2 separate regions of the Zeugodacus cucurbitae genome follow, and region 2 is linked to region 1. The links are chromatin contacts, called in public Hi-C maps. All regions are on one chromosome and are shown on one strand. The core of a region is the stretch at or near the end of the contact, and the rest is flanking DNA. Distances in the headings are between cores, read along the strand shown.

The links. Hi-C and Micro-C count contacts between places; a contact is called where the count stands out from the background.
Region 2: a contact with region 1 is called in a Hi-C map of whole body, with 4 times the contacts expected there. The contact joins the promoter of LOC105215040 here to the promoter of LOC105214101 in region 1. A contact is called at or near these places in 2 of 2 Hi-C or Micro-C datasets (both in whole body).

Annotation. Positions count from the first base shown.
Region 1 is chr4:67,642,838-67,647,735 of idZeuCucr1.2, reverse strand. LOC105214101 (protein bric-a-brac 2) reads right to left here and starts at 2,380. Exons shown (of 5, transcript XM_054228530.1): 1 at 2,174-2,380.
Region 2 is chr4:67,840,836-67,845,962 of idZeuCucr1.2, reverse strand. LOC105215040 (protein bric-a-brac 1) reads right to left here and starts at 3,510. Exons shown (of 4, transcript XM_054229194.1): 1 at 1,235-3,510. The coding sequence starts at 3,256.

The sequences.
Region 1 (4,898 bases), core at 1,131-3,630:
ATATTGCGCCTTCATATATTGCGTATATAATTATTAATGTACCAAATATATATTGTTGTAATTGTGTGTGTACGATATTTTGTTGTTTATACATATAATATATGGTTTTTGTTGCATATTAATATATGAATATAATAAATTGCTGCAAAGTTTTGGCAGTTCGTACGTTTATCTTCGTCTTTGTTTGGGGCCAATTACTGTGTAGCAATCACAGTGTGGCGAAATCGAAAAATTTTTTTAATATTTTTTTTGATATAACAATTTTTTTAAATAATTAATTTAATTTAATAATTTAATTAATTAAAAAAAAATATAAAATTTTGCTATAAAAGTATTTTTATTTAGTCAATCTCTTTAGGGACTTTCTTCTTATAACTTGTGGCTCTTGAAAGAGTTATGTAAATTAAGTCAAAATATTTTCCTCCATTTTCAGCTTTTCTTATTTGACTTCTTTATCTGAATATTTATTTTATAACTTATCAATTCTGTTTTCAAAATTTTTTTTTTTTAATTTTTTACTTCTATAAACTCTTAACCACAATCCAAAAAAGTCGGCCAAAACCCAAATTCTCAACTTTCTAAATTATCAAGAAATTGTTTCCTCCTCATTACTTCTAACCCGTCCGTGAAAATCTTTAATTATCGCCAACACTTCCTTTACGAAATCTAACGGTATTTATTGTTTATTGTACTAGTGTATCGCTTGCTTTCACACAACTTTTATCACTGTGCCGTCTTGCTGTGTGCGTCCTTTCTTCTGCCCAACCTTCGAGCCGTTAATACTAATTAATGTTGCTCCACAACTCACAGCATTGCCGTCATGGACCGCGTCGGAAATCCGACTTACTCATCTTTGCTGCCCCACCACACGCGACTTGGCGCCTTCACAGCCAAAAACAAACGAAGAAGATTCCATTTTATTTATATTTCTACTTTATAAGACAGCGCGGCCTCATATATACTCGCTTTCAACAAGCCCTTTGTGTACATATACATATATGTATTTCCGCTGCGTTGCTGCTGAGTAGCTCCTTTGGGTGGCTGACTGGCAGTAAGTTTGCAAAGATCGTCGTCTTCTCGCAGTCTACGAAGAAAACAAAAAAGCGCACACACAGGCACACAACTATGTACAATAACCGTTATAATAATGAGGCGAGCGTATGAAAGTAAGGACATCCGGCTGTCCTTAACATCAAGGCTGTTACGCTGAGTATGAGATGAGGCTGAGTTTGAGGCGGTTGCCACCTGTGTGCGTGTGTCTGTGAGTTCTACGGTGGGTGGCTGGTTGGTTGGTTGGTTGGCTGAGAAGTTGGTTTTGGTTTCGGTTTGTAAGGCGCGCGTAAACACGTTTATAATATGCAACAACAACAAAAACAACGGCGACAACAACATGTACCGTAGCAGCAATAGTCATAAAAAACAATGTGCACAACAATAAAAACAAAAAGGAACCTGCGGAACGACAATGGCAATGGCCAACAACAGCGATAACAACAACAACAGTAGCAATTATTATACAAGTTGTACTGGTGGTATATAAAGGAGCCTGGGTGGCGGAAGCAGGCGCACAACGTTGGCAAACTGAAGTGTAATAAATTAATAAATTACAAATTTGTTGCGCTGCAACGCTGGAAACTTTTTCACTGTTCACTGCCGCTGCTGTTCACAGCTTTTTACTGCTGCGCTTGCTTTTTCTGCGCGCATTAATTTAAGTTTTATTTATACGGTTTTGTTATATCTCTCTATATATATAGACGGCTGATATACTATATATATTTTTTATGCACATACATACATATTTATTATGTTTTGTTCTGAAAATCGATTTTCGTCGTTTGCGTCGCGCATAAATAATCACTTTTTCACCGTTTTCTTATAAAAAATTTTACTACACTGCAGCGCACTAGAATTATGCAGTTCACTTTTTTGGTATTTAAATTTTTATTATATTATAAATTCACTACAGTTACTGCACTGTCATTAATTAATTATATTTTTTGTTTATAATTTTCACAAAAATTATTTTGTGTTTTTGTTCTTGTTTTCATTTATTTTTTAACTTTCTAGCTGCCGCACATAAATTTTTGATTGCGCGTTTCTTTCACGTTTGCGGCTGTCGCCATACATCACATCACATCTGAACGAAAATAAACAGATCGCATCCAACATTTACCATTTACTCTACGCTCATTCACAAAATGTGCGCGCGGTCGCTTGGGCCGTTCAATCAAAACAGTTGCTGTTCATCATCAACATCATTACAATGGCAATTTTGCTTGCTGCTTCACACACTCTCGTCGACGTTAAAATGCGCTATTCAATTCAATCAGACGAACGACACGACACAACAGTTGAATGCGAACTGAACTCGCGTACGTGAATAAAACTCTGTGTTTGCGGTTCATACGTGGACCGAATGCAGCTTGCAGCGTCGCCAACAGCGCTGTCTACTCGCCGCGGCACACGCATACACTCTCGCAAACTCCCGTGGCACTCACACTACAAACGCGCGCCGGCCCGCTTCGCCAATTGGCTTCGTACGAGCCGCCACTCGCCGCTTCAGCTCAGTTGTTATGGCGCTGCGCTGGTATGCGTGAGCACCGTAAAGTCATTTCCTTCAATATGTGTGTGTGTGGCTCTCTCTCTCTCTCCACGCAATGCACTGCTGCCGCCTTGTGCTGCTGCTGCTGTTGTGGGTTGCTCTGGTTGTTGTTACTGTTGTTGAGGATGCCTCTGCTCCAACGGTTGCATTCCGTTTTGGGGGTGTGTGCCTGCATCTTGTGACCGTTGACAGGCGAATTCGCTGCATTTGCTCTCTGTTTCGTTTTCTCACAATTCCGTTGATCGGCAAAACACCCCTGCTGCTGCTGTGCCGACATTGAGTTGCTACGAAAGATTTGTGTTTTTGTTTAGCTTTTAGTTTTTGGTTGCAGAGAATTGTCAAAATATTTAAGAGCGCATAATTATAGTGGCGCGTTAGCAAGAGAGTATTAGTAACAGTTTTAGCAATGATGAACTTTTTTTTAATATTTGTATTAATGTTGGGTATATAATAATTGGCAAATTCATTGTTAAGATAATTAAAATAGTTTAATTAGCACAATATATTATATTTCCAAGCAATTTTAAGAAATAAAATTTTGTAATAAATCCAAAAAAAGAGCGATTTTAGTCACGTCGTATGAAGATTTCATCACAACTTGTGAGATATTGAATTAAATATTATTATACAATTATCCAACTTTTTCTAATTATTTCAATAAAATTATTTTAAATATTGGAAAATATATTAATAATAGATAATAGTGATCAAAGTGATTTCATTCACTTAATATCACTTAATAATCCCTGTTATGCAAAAACAGTCAACAATTTTGAAAATGTAGGAAATACATAATTATCTAGTAGATACATACGTATAATTATTCCAAGAAATAAGGTGATAACAACCTGATTGTTGCTGTAACAATTGACTATTAATTTTAATAAATACATTGTTAGCACTAATTCAGCTTTTAGCGAGCTATAGTTAGTTTAGTAAAACATGCATTTACACATCGCAACATTTCATAGATAATTTAAGTTTCTGAATGGCAGGCTTTATATGCAAGATTCTTATAACATTTAGTTTAAAAGGGTCCAAAGACTGCATGAAGAAAATGTTGATAAAATTCTAATTGTAAATATTAATAGAACAAATTTTTTATGTTCATTTTCATGAAAACTTAATTATTTAATTCGATCAAAATTGTAACGGAGTTTTTTGTTAGACGTGTGGTTGAGGCAATACATTTTACGGAGTTGATCTATCCACTTGATTCATACTCAGTTTAGTTTACCATTTCATAATTCACAGACTTAATTCGGAACAATGTTGCTGCAAAAAATTGGAACTCTCGACTGGAATTTATTCGAACCAGCCTAAATTATGGCGGTCACTTCATTTTTCATTTTTAAGGGGCACACCTAGTGTGGAATTTCAAAAAAAAATCTATTTAAAGATAACAGATTAAAATTTCAAATCGATATCTCAAATAGTTTTTGAGTTATAGCAATTTAAAGAGCATCAGCTCGGTAACAGTGTAAACGATCATTTTATCTTTAAACACGAAACAGCATTTTCCGAATTTGCTGCAGTGATTACTCAAAAACAAATGATCCGATCACATCGAATTTTTTTTACATGTTCTATATATAGTTCTCCGTACCTATGACTGTCGATTTTTGATTGATCAAAAAATCAAATTTTGGCAGGCCAAAAACGATCAAAATTTTGGGTAAAATTCGACTATTTTTTTTAAAACGTCAATTGTCAATTTTTGACTATTTTTTTATCGTAGATCATTGTACAGGCAATATTATATAGTTTAACGAGAATTTTTTTTTTTAGATTTCATCCACGGAGAAGGCCGGAATCACTGCAGCAGTGAAGGACCTTTTTTTCGAGCCGTTGGAGATCGACTATAACATAAAAAATATTTAATATTTGTCTTCAAAAATTTCACTGTATATTTTTGAAATATGTGTAAATATATTCTTAAATTTTTTAAATAATTGATAACCATTACACTAGGTGTGCCCCTCAAAGCATAATGTCAGACTCTTGTTTTTTATAATAATGCTAAACACGCCATAAAATTAAATTATATTCGTATTATTTCTTCTTGAAGACCGCATGTCTAAAAAAAAACACCCTTTATTTGTCCCAACGAAATTCTCTTGCCTTTATTTATATTTTTTTCTACGTCAACCAAACTTAGAACGCAAAGATACACCAAGAATGGCTTCCAACAATCATATAATTCACTACTACTTAAATTAATTGCAAGAGCATTAAGCTTTAGTATAGGTCAACTGATGGGAAAGAATTTAAACATATTGAGGTATATAGAATAAGT
Region 2 (5,127 bases), core at 2,261-4,760, 200 kb before region 1:
AGAATTACAGACACTATGCACAAATGTTCTTAAAAACCGTGCTATGATCAGTAAAGTGCATAACACACATCAAGTTGAGGAAGCGCCGATTACAGCAATCAAAGTGTACAAGCGATGAGTGTGCATGATCGGTAAAGGACACAGAATTATAAGTATTTTCCGCATAAAGAGACGTGCGCCGTCAACAACATGCGATCGACAACATGAAGCAGGTAGCGCGATAAAGAGTGAAGTTGTTTGTTGGAACAGAATTTCAGTTGAATTTCGTATATATATAAAAAAATATATGTAACTGTCCTAATAGCTAATTCACCGACGATAAAGTGGAGCACTAAAAACAGCATATATTATATTAATGAATGAACGCTTTGTTGTTGTTTTTTTTTTTTTTTTCAAATGATATCAGACGAACCCTGCAAGAATACACATAACTTCCGTAATCCACGATCCTCGTTTAGTAATAAAATCACACGAATTCTATTGTGATTTTATTCCATATCTCCTGAGCGGCTTAGGGCGTACTCTAATTGCTTCAACGAGCACGGGCGATCTCCATTGGTAACTTTGTGCTTGTACATTAGGACTCTGAGGGCATTGAGATCGCTGAACATTAAACTAAACTGAAAAGTTTTCTTTTAAGGGTGGTGAATCGAACGAACGGTTTTTTCTTGTCACTTCCACCTTTATAGTTTTTGATAAGAGGGTAAATTTTTCAAGTAATATTTTCGAAGAAATCCACTTTAATATTACTATAATCTGCTTCGGTTATGTACAATTTTTCTGCAGGGTATACACTTGAATACTAGTTGGGTAAGATTAAGTATGATTAAGTCAGTCGCATATTAGCACGATCACCAGATTTGCCTCGAGCGGTAAGCACGCTGTGGTGGCTAAAACGCAACGCAGATTAGTGTCACATTTGTGACGTCAACTGAAGCGACACGAACCGCGCAATGTGCTGCGAATAAATTAATAATTCATGCGGTGCTCATGAACGTGGCGCTCAAGTGACGTGTGGACACAGTGCACACGCGAAAATGAGAATCAAAATAAAAGCGTGACTTTCAATGAGCGATCGCTTAAATGAATGTACTGAACTTTGAATTAATCACTTCGCCGTCGGCTACACAAGTACTGTGTAGGTGGTTGTGATTGAGGAAAAATCAGTAAGCAGTCTTAAGAGTAGAGCTGAACATGAATTATTTTGTTGAATGAAATTACTTAATGGACTCACCCGCTCTTCCTCGCGTATCATTTCCGCAATACCCGGTTTTATTTCCAGATCATCGGCCAGTGAGGAGGTGTGATGATGCGGCGCATGCGTCGGCGGTGGACCACTACCGTGTGGCATACCCATCGCTCCTAAGTCCATCTGTGCGGCTACAGCGGCCGCCATCGCAGCCGCTTGAGAGCCCAGCGCGAACCGCGAGTCACTAGCGCCAGCACCCTGCTCTGAACGGCCGCTCACACCGCTACTACCCACGGGTGTGGCTGTTAGCTGGCCACTGATCAAGCTGGACGGGTGTGTAGGTGTTGCCGCCGCTGAGGCAGGCGATGCGCGATGCGGATGCAGAAGATGCGATTGTTGTGACTGCGCTTGTCCGGGAAGATGTGACTGTTGCTGCTGCTGCTGCTGTTGTTGTTGTTGGTGGTGCGTTAGATGGGTAGCTACACCGGGCGGTGTGCGCATTGGACGCAAGAGAGATGGTGCTGGCGTTGTAGATGGTGAGGGCAGGTCTAAGTGCGCAGCAGTCTCGAGTAATGAAGGTGTTAGACGCGATGTACTACGCGCGCTTGACTGTGTTGTGCTGGAGGGAGCGGCGCCAGCAGCCGATGTGGTTTGAGGCGGTGTGATTATTGTACAATCACGATCACGTTCTCGCTCGCGTTCTCGTTCCCGCTCTCGCTCCCGTTCACGCTCCCGTTCGCGTTCAGCTCGTTCGGCTGCAATGAGTCCACTTAAGGGACTTGGTGGCGGATTGAAGATCATGTCAGCTGATGGCCAACGGCGCTTACGTACATGACGAGATTGCTGTTGTTGTAGTTGCTGTTGCGAACTTTGATGCTGCTGTTGTTGTGGTAACAGCAGAGGTGAAAGACGCAACTCAAGATTGCTGCTGGCGCCGAGAATATCGCCGCTGGTGCTGCTGCCACTGGTTGCCGTACTGAAATCCCAGTCAGCGCGACCTAAACGCAACTTCTTCTCAGCGTCCAGAAAAGCCAACGGCTCTTCTGTTTCTGCAATCGGATCACTATAATCCTTACGTTCACGCTTTGAAGCAGGAGACCCGCTATCTCCGCCTCTTTTCGGTGAACATGACTTGGAGGGAGAATGCAGTTCTTTCAGTAAACGCTCCGCCGCCGCTTCTTCCGCGGACACACTGCCCGCGCTGACATCCGCCAGCCCACGTACCTTCAGCATTTCTGCAATACGCAAAAGTGGACCAATCTGATCTTGACTAACATTGATCTCACCGCGATACATGAATTCCACGATCGCCTTTAAGTCGGACCAGTTGACATCGCGCATAATAACAATGGGATGCTGACAGGGTGTGTCTGAAAACAACATCTGAAAATAGGGTGAGCACGCGGAGAGTATCATTTTGTGTGCCTTAATCGAACGTCCATCACAGGCCAAGGTCACATCGACAAACGATTCGGTTTGCAAGAGCTGATCGAAGACGCTCGTCAAATTGCTTTGGTAGTTGTTCCAACGCAAACAAAACTGTTGCGGCACAGTGGTGGTGGAGCCGGTCGAGGAATGCGGCGAGATGGCTTGTGCCGCCCCAATACCACTGGTGCCATTGGGTGATGTGGCACGTGCGCCAATGTTCTCACCACCAGGCGTAGGTGTGTGCGTCGTGGTAGAGGAAGCGGGTGGTATTGGCGACTCATCACGCAACAGTGGACTACAGCGCGCTGCTTTGGACTCGTGCTCGCGCGTCGTAAGACTTTCATCGCCTTGTTCTCCGCCGGCTGCGGTCGAGTGTGTTGACGCTGACTGTGGCGGCGGTGTGAGCGGACTGCCAAGAAAGCTTGGCAACACGGAAGCGGGTCGTGGTGGCGGTGGCTGCGGAGACGCGGGCGATGAAACCGATGAGGTCGATGAAGTGCGTGCTGCGATGTTGGCACGCTGTCGTGACAACATTGGACTTGAGAGTAGCGAACGAAATGGCGAGGAAGTTGTCGCACTATCGGCAGCGCTCAGCGGTCGTAGACCGCCGCTTTGCGGTGGCGGTGAGTTGGAAGTCATTTTAGCTGCTGTCGCTCGGTGGTTAATCTATGATCACTTATGTGTTTATTTTGGTTTCGGTTGTGGCGGTTAGACTTGTCGTTGGCTAATTGATATCATTACATTTTCACTTCAGTGATTCAAGTTGTAAGAATGTACTCATATTTTTACAATAGAATTTCACACAACCGCCGGCAAATCATTGCATTGAGTGTAAGTCTTCATTTATTAAGTGTATTCACATTTTGTATATTGTTTATTTTTATTCCTTTTCATTTAAACTGTATAGAGATAGAAAGAAATTATAAGAATATATATTTCCAATCTATATAACACAATTTTTTGTTTAAATCCTATGTTGTTTTTTAATTTTTTATTATATCGTCTATTTTAGTTTTTAATTTGTGAGTTTTAAATTAATAGTCCCTGACTTCTTTGTGATTCTTAAAGATCACTGTCACAAACTTATAACTGATAAGATCCTTCTCCGTTGCTTGTTATAAACCATATTTTCTCACGAATTTATTAAAAATAGCTTTATAACTTATTTAAATGTTGGAGCGAATTATATTTCCTTTCTGAGATATATGTGTTTGTATATTTTACGAGAGATGGAGTTTGTGCTATTGAACAGCAAAGCATTTGTTTATGCTTTGATCAAGCGAAGATAGTCTGGTGCTCTCGGACAATTTGACGATTTGATAGTATTTCTTATGATAATCATTAGCGGATCTATACAACATTGGCTGGAAACATAACCTATTTCCGGTTGCCCTAGAATAAATTATAAATAATGATATTTTTCAATACAGTGGACATGGCACCAGAAACCAAATCAAAACTGGGTTCGAACGGACTATTATTATCGCTATTAGATTTAACGGCATACAGATGTCGATGTGTGTTGGTGTTTAAACCATTTTTTTAAATCCTTTTGTAAATAAATATAAATTTTTAATACTTCTTATATCCAAAATTCAAAATGTGAACTAGAAGCAGAAATAACATTTTCAGCTTATGATTGTAAATACATTGCATGCCGACGGCATTACTATGTATACAAACTTTAACAGCCAATTTTCGCTATATAATATAGCTCGTAGATGTCTGAATTTTAACCTCGATAACATATAACTTAGTTTTTGTCAGAATTTTGTACTTAACCCGGTACTGCCCAGAACTTTTTACGTTTCAGATTTTTCTGAAATTAAATACACCTATGTATTTTGACCGCCTGAGCACGAAGGTGAAGTCTGTTTTACGATTCATTATATTCAATATATAACCTATCCGGAAATGCGAAAAATCAGCGTAGTTTGTTGTTTTATAGTGTAAATTTCAAGTTATTTATGAATATATAGGGAACAATTTGCGTTACCATATGGTAATGGCGGTTTGATTCGGGTTAAGAACAGAAAACATTGCCTAACTCAAGAGTTGATATATCTAATTGAAACATTTTTGGGTTAAAATGGGTATTATATATTTTTAATTCGGATTTTTGAATTACTAAGTTTCGTGCATTTTGATTTATAAAATCGGAAAGTTCAAAATCATTATATTCCGAAAATTGGAGTTTTAACCTAAAGTATGTTCAAGGAAACCTTATCACCAATGTGTTTAATATAATTAAAATATAGCCGGATATATATGGCATAGAGTCAACTGAAATATGTTTCGGATATTGAGGTCTAGAAAACGTTAAATTTTGTTTCGATATTTTCTGAGTTGGATGTTATATAGATAGATATAGATAAGCTAATGCCATATAAAATGATCTTATATGAGGAAAAATGGGGCAGTTTTAGTCTAATTAGGCTCATTTTCAAGTAACGTAACATATGTTTCGGTATTCATGAAACTGTAGATTGAACATTTATTAGTCTTGGACT